Linked DNA regions of Mus musculus: region 1 is linked to region 2. The links are chromatin contacts, called in public Hi-C maps. All regions are on one chromosome and are shown on one strand. Each heading gives the region's core, a stretch centred on a gene start, on an enhancer-like site or on the middle of the called end of the contact. The rest is flanking DNA. Distances are from core to core; before and after follow the strand shown. Region 1 has its middle 40 kb from the start of Gm29822. Region 2 has its middle 87 kb from the start of Gm28497.

Evidence for each region. A called contact is a pair of places that touch in the nucleus more often than the background predicts.
Region 1: a Hi-C map of the G1E-ER4 cell line shows a contact between it and region 2, with 2.1 times the contacts expected there. The contact joins two enhancer-like sites. A contact is called at or near these places in 3 of 484 Hi-C or Micro-C datasets (the AML12 cell line, the G1E-ER4 cell line and MC3T3-E1-derived osteoblasts) and 1 of 115 datasets of contacts at active chromatin or transcription factors (astrocytes).

What each region holds. Positions count from the first base shown.
Region 1 is chr1:69,744,973-69,749,750 of GRCm38.p6, forward strand. No RefSeq gene overlaps it. Among named protein-coding and RNA genes, the nearest start is that of Gm29822, 40 kb to the right of the region's middle. Within about 2 kb of position 1,804, at least 10 of the 459 cell types and tissues checked have an H3K27ac peak or open chromatin away from gene starts, as enhancers often do. A contact at or near this core is called in the G1E-ER4 cell line, where this site is marked.
Region 2 is chr1:69,341,844-69,346,849 of GRCm38.p6, forward strand. No RefSeq gene overlaps it. Among named protein-coding and RNA genes, the nearest start is that of Gm28497, 87 kb to the right of the region's middle. Within about 2 kb of position 3,233, at least 1 of the 459 cell types and tissues checked has an H3K27ac peak or open chromatin away from gene starts, as enhancers often do. A contact at or near this core is called in the G1E-ER4 cell line, where this site is marked.

The DNA.
Region 1 (4,778 bases), core at 554-3,053, 400 kb after region 2:
ACAAAGGACTTCACTCTGCTAAGAAGCGTGTATATTCTGTGTTCATTGGATTGAATATTCTGTAGATAACCATCAGGTTTGTTGGTATCAGGTTTCTTTATGATTTTTCAGTTGGATGGCCTTTAAGTTACCCACTATTTTATGTCTCTTTAGTGCTTTCTAAGAGACTCAACTTCAGTGCATGCATATACAATTTTCATATCATATTAGGGAGCTGCTTCCCCCAAATCAGCTTTTGAAGAGAAAATTTCTCTCTATATGAGACTAGTTCTGAGGTTAAACTAACTTTCAAATCGTTACAGTAATCATAATGAGTACTTGCACTAGGTCTGTGATGTGTCTAAAGGCCTCTCAATAGTTTAAACATTTAATCATTATTCTCATCCCAAGGAGTGTTGGTGATGTTCATATCCTTATTTTATAGAAGAAGAAACCGAGGCACAGAGCTTCGTAGCATCCTAACCAAGGTCACAAGATGAGCAAGCGGCAGAACTAAAGTCTGAAATCGATTCATTTATTTCCTTCTTGTCTCCTCTGCCATTGCACATTTATTTTCCATAAGGTTTCTGTGATCTCTAGGCCAAGCGAGACTCCAAAAATAACAATTTTAATTTCCAAATCGAGGGCATGATTTCTAAATGGACCAAGTTATTTTTGTGAACCCTACATAAAATTCAGGAACAGAACTTTGGGAAGGAACTTCCAGATGGCAGAAAATCTTCACAGTTCAGTAATTAAGCCTTTTGAGAATGTGACTGTGTGTGATGGAGCCACCAACTGATTAACTGTACAATATCAATTATATCAAATGGCACTACTTTAATTCTGTCAAAATTTAGAGAAATCTGACATGCTGACATGAGATTCTGTGAAGTGTGATAATGAGCTGCCAAATGTCATATAGTGTTGTGGGGAGGAGGTCGGGGGCACCCTTGCTCTCAGATTAAAGGTAGATTTTACTCTTTATTCATATCAAGTTGTGCTTTATTAAACACCATGAGCAGGCATATATACACACTCACCCCATTGGATGAACAGCCTGATCATTTTGGTTTATATGCCTCAAATTGTTCAACTGAGAAGTCAAATTTGTAACTTTGTGTGAGTGTGTGTGGCTGAGAAAGATTGCGTACTTAGGAAATTAGGCTCTTGTTCATTCCTCCCCCAGTCTTGTAAAGCCCTCCTCACATCTCTTAAGTTTAGAAGTTTAACTTCTCTCATGGTATCGTGACAGAGACTCATCTGGCCAGGAAGGACCAAGTCGGGTTGGTTGAATAGCAAAGCCAGAGTTACTAAGTGACAAAAAACTTTCAACAGACTTTGGCTTTCCTGAAAAGAGAGGCATGCTTGCTTTATTTATTTATTTATTTATTTATTTATTTATTTATTTATTTATTTTTTAAGTGGAAATGATCGTTAAATGTAAGTTTGTCTCATTAATGAAATAGTAAAAATAAATTTAGGCAAATACATGAATGTAAAGTTTCTGTTGTGTTCAAAGAAGACAAAAGGCAGCTTTTATTATGAATCAATGAGACGTCTGAGCGAGTGCTGTGCCATGAGAATGCATGGTTGTTTATGTAGAAGAGTTGATGGTGATGATGGTAGCTTTAACAGCCAGCCTACCAGAGCAATCACCCTTGGCTCCTTCTTACTTTCTTTCATGCACTTCCAGTGACCTCCAGAACATTCTCACTTGGAAATTCCAGTCTCCCTCAAAAGTTTAAAGTCTTTTCAACCCACCATCTTATCAGCTTCTTCCTTCTTGGACACTCCCTTCCCCTTGATCAGACTAATGTTCTCAAAGCTATGGGAAGCTGACAGCTGGTGGCCTTCCTTATCTCCTCTTCTTTCTCTCGCCCACTTTCAGCGCTACAGTGTTTATGAATTATTTACTGAATTAACTCATTCACTGTTTTGAGCTGAGTATAAAACAACCGTTTCAAAAGCTTTCCTTGGGGCTTCGGGAGGTTGATCAGCCAGTGAAGCCCTTGCCTCACAGCATGAGGACCTAAGTTTGGATATCTAGCACACTTGTAAAAGTGGGTGTTTGGGGTGGCTATCATCCCAGAGATCTGGAGTTAAAACACAAGAACTTTCCAGAACAGGATGGCCAGTACGATCAGTCTAAACCACATGTTCTGAGTTCAGAGAACTTGCTTCAGTAAAGACAGTGAAGGCTGATATAAGAAGGTTCCTAATGTCAGGTTCAGGCCTCCACATGCACACATATGCCTATGTTGATGCATACTCATACAGACATGCCCCCTTACCTATGTGAGTATGCAAGGCCATACACACATGCATACACATAATGAATAAATGCATTTTTTTTTTTAGTAAGTTTTTTCAGCTTACAGCTAACACTTTGCCATGCTGTAGCAGCATTGGGCAAAGATTTTGTTTCTATGGCACTCTTTGTACTAAGACTGTGCTCTTCAGCTGCCACTACTGTCCTCCAGGGCTACTCTTCACTGTTTTTTTCCTCAGTGTGATTTTGTAAAGGCCAGTAAGATCATCCAGCCCTGGCTACCTTCTATTTGTAGTTCTTGAATCACTGGATATCTAGACAAACCTCACTAATGACAAATGATGACAGAGCTGATGAAGACATTTCTTCTTGTGTTTGTCCATTCATCAGTTTTTTCAGCTACATTTTTTTTTTCTTGTGTGTAGTTGGCTCAGGGAAAACCAAAGAGTCCAGTGATTAAAGTAGAGAATATGTTACTTTCCACTCTGACAGGTGCTTCCATGTTTTTATAAGTGATCACGCTTTTACTTATTGGTCTTTAGAAAGGGAAGAGTCCAGCCCACCTCACTGCCTTCTCCTAGCTCCAGCAAGGAGAGGAGGGTGGATTAAAAATTACCTCACTCTGCCTGGCTCTCTGTTTATAGAGACAGGGAAGGAAAGTACAGCTGATGGCAGTTAGTGGGAGAGGATTGCCAGTCCAGCTGCCTTTTTATCTCGAGATTCTATGATTTACTCAATTACTTGCTACTATATTTAGAGAGTAAGATTACTTCAGACTCTTTTTCCCTGACTGTTTGGGCTTAGTTACCAGTTCTGGGTAACTAACAGGGAGACTGCCACTTAAGGGCCATTGCAAGTCTCTTTCAATGATGGCATTTTTCATCCCTTTCCCCAGCTTTTGGAGGTCAGACTTTGCAGAGCTAGCCATTCAAAGATGCCAGTGGCCCCTCAGTGTGTTAAAGGAATGTGCTTGAAGGTCTCAAATGAGACACAATACAAAGGTAGATGGAAAAACATACATATCATATATTTACTTTGACATTCTTATCTCCCTAAACTTTTATCTCTTTTATATTACCAAGAGAATTCATGGATTTTTGCCCTCAACCATTTTTTTTTTTTTTTTTTTTTTGTCAATCAGGATATATTTCAGTGGACCCTAGTCCCTAAGCTTTTAATTCACTCATTTAAGAGTATACAGTGAATTAAGACTTTATGACAGGTACATGGTATTAGTCTTTAGCCTGGTTCACTGTAGCTTTCCAATCCACTATTCTGCATCATTAGAATGCCCATTTTTCAGAAAGTTGTCTTTATAGATAAGGAAAGCATATTAGGTGTGTGGGAATTTTATACTTTCTCTTGATGCATAATCGATTTGATACTTGTTTTGAATGTAGAGTAAATAACATTAACTATAGGTTAATTGTGGTACATAGGATTTATTTTGCCAGACAACTGGCTCAATGATGATGCCTTGAGCTAATCAAGCAGGTATACGGCTGTCTTCTTAGATTGGAAAGCTGACAAGTGATTCTGATAGCAGGTTTTGCCATTTCAATTCTCAGATTTGTCTGAGGGTAGCCAAATTGGCTCTTTCTTTCTTATGGAGTCGGTTTCTTCCACAATTCTAGCTGTTGGGTAAAATACTTTGCAGGGATGTGATTTCATATTTTGATATAGTTAACTACTCAGTCAATTATTACATCTAATCTCCAGCCACTTCTTCTGTATAACTAGCCAAGTTGTCCTTCTCAGCACATTTCAAGGTACAGACAGTGAGAGTTTGCTACTCCAGGACTCTCACAGGAAGAATTATGTACTAAAATATTTATTTTATTAAGAGGAAGAGCGAACTAAGTAAAGCAAATGGAATGTAAGGAGCTGTGATTGGCAAAGAGATCAGGGAGGACTTAGCAGATCAAAGTAAATACTCACTTAAACGGAGACTCATTTAGGGAACATTTCAAAGAAACAGATAGATAAAAAAATCCTTAGGTGTAATAGATTTGATTATTGTTTAGTAAATATTCATTCTGTCTCCACTCTTGTCATGGGCTTAAATCATTTTAAGTTCCTTGGTTATTTTCGCATAAGAGGTGCTGATTAATATAAAGCATCACGTGTACATGTTCATATTACACATATATGTGGATATTTTAAGGCATTACATGTTCATATTGCACCTGTGCATATTGTATTCAGGTATTTAGAGAAAAGAATTTTCTACCTATTTCTCTCTACATATTTCTTTCCTTGAATGACAACCACTGTTACCAGTTTCAGAGACTTATTTGGAGAAATATTTTGTACATATCTCTTCATTTACCTATCTGTGTATGTGTATGAAGTTAGTAGTGTATTAGGCATTTTCACAAATGCTCCTCGGATTTACCTATTAAATGTATAGCTAGTGATTGTTCTGTGTCAGTACAGATGGAAGAACTGACATTGAATACACACAGAGTTGCCTGATAGCCTATCATTTAGAAGAATATAAACTATGTAGTTAAGCTGCACTTACATA
Region 2 (5,006 bases), core at 1,983-4,482:
AGAGAGAGAGAGAGAGAGAGAGAGAGAGAGAGAGCATATTTTCCAGATATTAAGTGACCACATGCTTTAAAGAATGGTAAATAAACCCTGTCTTATCCCTGGAACCTTCAGTTTATTAAACTTACTTATATAATTTTTATTCTCCTTGGCTGTGATATGTTTTTGGAGGAAACATTTTAAATTGTTGGGCTGATGGTTTATAAAAGAGAAGTCTTACAATGGAGACACCATTAAACATCATAGATTCTTGAGTCCCTCGCAACTGAACGGCCGTTTTGATAATTCATATCAAGTGGAGATTTGATAGGATTTAGAATTACCATGAAAACAAATCTCTCAAGTGTGTCTCTGAGGGAGCTTTCAGATTAGATTAATTGAAGTGGGAAGACCCACCCTAACTGAGGGCAGCAATCATCCCTTGGGCTGAGGTCCAAAAGTATATAAAAAAAAAAAAAGGAGGAAGTGAGCTGAGTATAGGCATTCATCTCTCCCTGCTTCCTGACTGCTCTGCTCATGTCATGTGATAAGCCATCTGCGGCTCTATCTTTCATGATGGACTGTACCATTGAATTGTGAGCCAAGATGAGTTTCTGTTTCTCAAAGCAAAGAGTGTTCTGAGTGGCATATTACATAAGCAAAGGGTAAGGACTGAGAAAGGCAAACTTTATTCAGTTCCAACCCCATGTCGGATATTCTGTAACCCTCATTTCATTGTTACTTTTATAAGAATGATGTGAGATTCTTACGTTCTGTATTTAAGCCAGATTTTACTCAAAACCCAAGATTTTCCTGCCTCTTTACTTAAAATTAGGAATCTTCACCTAGATTATAATGAGTCACTAAGTGTTCACTGATATTACTTCCTATGCTTAAATTATTCTCTTATAAATATCAAATTTCTACAGGGCAATATGAAACTGTGCAGATGAGCCATGAAATAAGGCAGACTGTTCAAACTTTAGCACATGTATTGGACAGATGAAGTACAAAAGATTATCTAGATACTAGAGTTCCCATTACCATCCATAAAAGACAATAACAGTATCTACCTGCAAATGGGCAGTCCAAGGAGTACACTAGATAATGCCTGTAAAACACCTAGCAAATACCACTGCCTACTTAGTTGTCACACATTGTCTCTGTTCATAGTGAGAGGGGAAAGCTGATAATTCTGAAGAATAGCTCAGAGCAATGTATAAAAATATATAAATGGCCTTCTACTTGAGTTATGTTAGACAGCTAAACAGAACGAGTGTACATCCCCTATGAAACTTATGATAAAAATTACTTAATACTAATGGCTAGTTAAGTAAACAGTGGCATGTAACTGCTGGGGGGAAGGAGGGCAAGCAAGATTAGTCAAAAATATATAAGTGGGAAAATTATCCTTACATTTTTCCTGTCTGCATGGTAACTTGGTAGTTTTATGTAGTTAAAGGACCCTGGACTTGGGATTTTAGAAAAATGCAGCTGGAATCCAGTCCTTTCTCCACTATTTATTGGTGGTTTAACTAGGTGCAAGTGGATTGTCATCTTTAAATCTCAACTTAGTCTTTAAAATAGGGTGATGGTGGTCTCTTGCTTTTCTTACAGATTGATTCTAAGAAACTATACCCAAAAGAATTTAATACAATATAATGTTCAGTACACATGCAAGGAAAATAAAAATGCTGTCCACCATGAATGGCAGAAACCTCAGATTCTGCGTTCTGTGACATGTTCCTCTGGCTGTTTCCTTAAAATATTTACTCATTTTGGATTCTGAGGTGTCAGCAGTCTTTCTGAAAACCTTGCTGTATATAGTACAGTGCAAGCCATGCACAGCTATAGATTCGGCCAGTCTTTTGATGATAACGATCTTTGAAGGTTTCCTATCTCTAGAGATGCTCACTATACCCTCTGCAAATGATGGAATACAGCTACAGGCTTAGCACAGGCTCCTCAGATTGAGTCATGGTTGAAACCACTCAGTCAAGAAACTAGTCAGTCTGTCTGAAAACCAAACGGGCTAGAGAAGAAATGTGAAGATGACTCAGATTCAATTCTGAAAGACTCTTTAATGGGGCCATTGATTCAGCCTCCGCTGAATATTTACTAAAAATGAAAAATAATATTGGCAATACTCTTTCTGGACTTTCTTCCACACAGCTGTGACATCTGAGGAACACATGGAACCATGCATACAAAACCCATAAGTAACAGCATCCTTCTTGCTTACGATTGTGTCCATCATTCCACAAAGGCATTAAGTAAAATGGGTTGTTTTCCAGGAAGCCAGAATGCACTGCAAGTCAGTAAACCAGGCACCACCACTCTGTTTTATAATCTTTTTATGATTGAATGATTGATTGATTTTAAACTCCAAATTTTATTCCCCTCTCAGTCCACCCTTCAACTGTTCCACATCCCATACCTCCTGCCCACCCCCTAGCCCCATGAGGATGCCTCCCACCCCAGCAGACTTCTAAACTCCCTGAGGCCTCCAGTCTCTTGAGGGTTAGGTGCATCTTCTCTGACTAAACCCAGACCCTGAAGTCATCTGCTGTATATGTGTTGGGGGCCTCATATCAGCTGGTGTATGCTGCCTGATTTGTGGTCCAGTGTGTGAGAGATCTCAGGGGTTCAGATTAATTGAGACTGTTGGTTCTCCTACAGGGTCGCCCCCCTCCTCAGCTTCTTTCAGGTTTTCCTATTTCAAACACAGGGGTCAGCAGATTTTGTCCATTGATTGAGTGTAAATATCTGTATCTGACTCTTTCAGCTGCTTGTTGGGTCTTTTGAAGGACAGTCATGACAGGTCCCTTTTTGTGAGTGCTCCATAGCCTCAGTAATAGTATCAGGCCTAAGGGCCTCCCTTTGCACTGGATCCCACTTTGGACTTGTCACTGGACCTTCTTTTTCTGGGGCTCCTCTCCATTTCCATCCCTGTAATTCATTCAGACAGGAATAATTATGGGTCAAAGTTTTCACTGTGGGATGGCAACCCCATCCCTCGCTTGATGCCCTCCCTGTCTTTCTGCTGGAGACGGGCTCTACAAGTTCCCTCTCCCCAGTGTAGGGCATTTCATCTAAGGTCCATCCTTTGATTTCTGAGAATCTCTCACCTCCCAGGTCTCTGGTACATTCTAGAGAGTGCCCCCAACCTCCTACCTCCCAAGGTTGCCTGTTTGTATTCTTTCTGCTGGCTCTCAGGGCTTCAGTCCTTTTCCCACACCAAATACCTATCATCAGTTTCTGTTCAAGTCCAGAATCCCTATTGCTCATAGAAAGTGTGCTTTAAGTACTGGCCTTGGCCCTAGGCTTGTGAAAAACAAATGACTACAAATGAGGCAAAGTGGGAAGGGGCTGTGCAGAAAGCTAAGGTCAGCATCTATTTGTATAACTATACACGCGATACAAGAATAAAACCCAACCAGGAGCAAAATGACTGTATACCAATCACAGGGGCAAATGTGAGAAGCTTGATGTCCAAAAACTATGAGAGAAAGATCAGAAACAATCCACTGTTCCTCTTTCCTCCCTTTGTAGCCACGCATATGATAATGCTAAGATGTGTTGCGTTGATTAGCTATCTATCAGCTGACTAAAACCTTTAGCATGGTTGATACTTACAAAAGGACTTACCCAGTTTGGGACTATGACAGTAATATACAACTAGACTATAGAAAATATAAATGCCCAGCTTTTCATGTAATGAGCAGACTGTTTTATTAAGTTACTGCATCCTTTACTATCCCACCTACAGTGACCAGGTTTTCGGGGAGCTTCATGCAGAGAGGCATGGCTTGCTTATCAACCTAACAGTTACAGAATCATATATAATTATGGTCCTAACCTGAGTTTTCCTTGACATTGAGACAAGCACCTTCTCTCCAATGCATTTCTCATTCTTCTCATGTCTGTGTGTGTCACTTCTCTTTTTCTATGCTGTTGCCTTTTTTTTTTTTTTTGACTAGTCTGCATAAACTGAAGGGGACTGCATTTTGTTCATTTAATGTGTTAGAATTCATCTCAGATTTACTGGGAGACTTTTGCCCTTCATTCAAGTGACTTAGATAAGTTAACAGCTTTTCTCCAACGTCAGTACCTTCTGTTTCTGGTTTAAAGACTCTTTCTTCATATAGAAGACAAGAGACACTCTATACTGTTCCCCTAAATGTTTCAAATAGTAAAAATTCAAGAGCTTAGTGCATCTAGAATTGATTTCTGAGCATGATGTGATCCCCTTCATCCTTATAAGGCATGCTTTGTCTTTTTTAAATGTGTATATGCCTATGTCTATGAGAGAGAATGCCACATGAATGCAGATGGATGCAGAAGCCAGAAGAAGGCATTGGGTCCCATGGAGCTAGAGTTATAGGTGGTTGTACACTGCCTGTGAATGCTGCAGGTTAAATTGTGTCCTCTGCAAGAACACTGAGCTGCTTTCCAGCCCCAAGTCGTGTCTTTTACATTATGATAGAGTGCTCTCAAGACAATACTCAAATCACACCTAACTTGAAAGACTTCCTGTTTCCTAACTAGATCCCACAGCATTTGAGCGACTCTGGAACTCCCTTCTTGAAAATGTGTTCTGTTTCCTTAAAGCCATCACTCTTCTAACTCCTCTCCTCCTTGCTGGCTGCAGTTTTACAGCCTTCGTTGCAACCTCTACTGGTCTCCTACATGGTCTATCCTCAGCTATTCATCTTCTCCCTATTTAGTCATTCTCTTTGCCCTTACAATACTCCTACTCTTATTCTTAGACACCATTATTAACCAAAACACTATGTATTGGCAATTTTAATATCTGGCACTTTGACCTCCCTGCCTCAAGTTCTTTCATCTTTAAGAGTGTCATCTGTCTACTGGCCATGCATTCAATGTTTGTGCCCCAACTTCCAACTCATATGTTGAAAACCCTAATACTAAAATGAGGGTATTAAGAGGTAGGGTAAATTAGGGAGGTTATTATATCATGAGGAAGAAAACTTCATGCCTGGGATTTATGCTGTTATTCAAGAGGG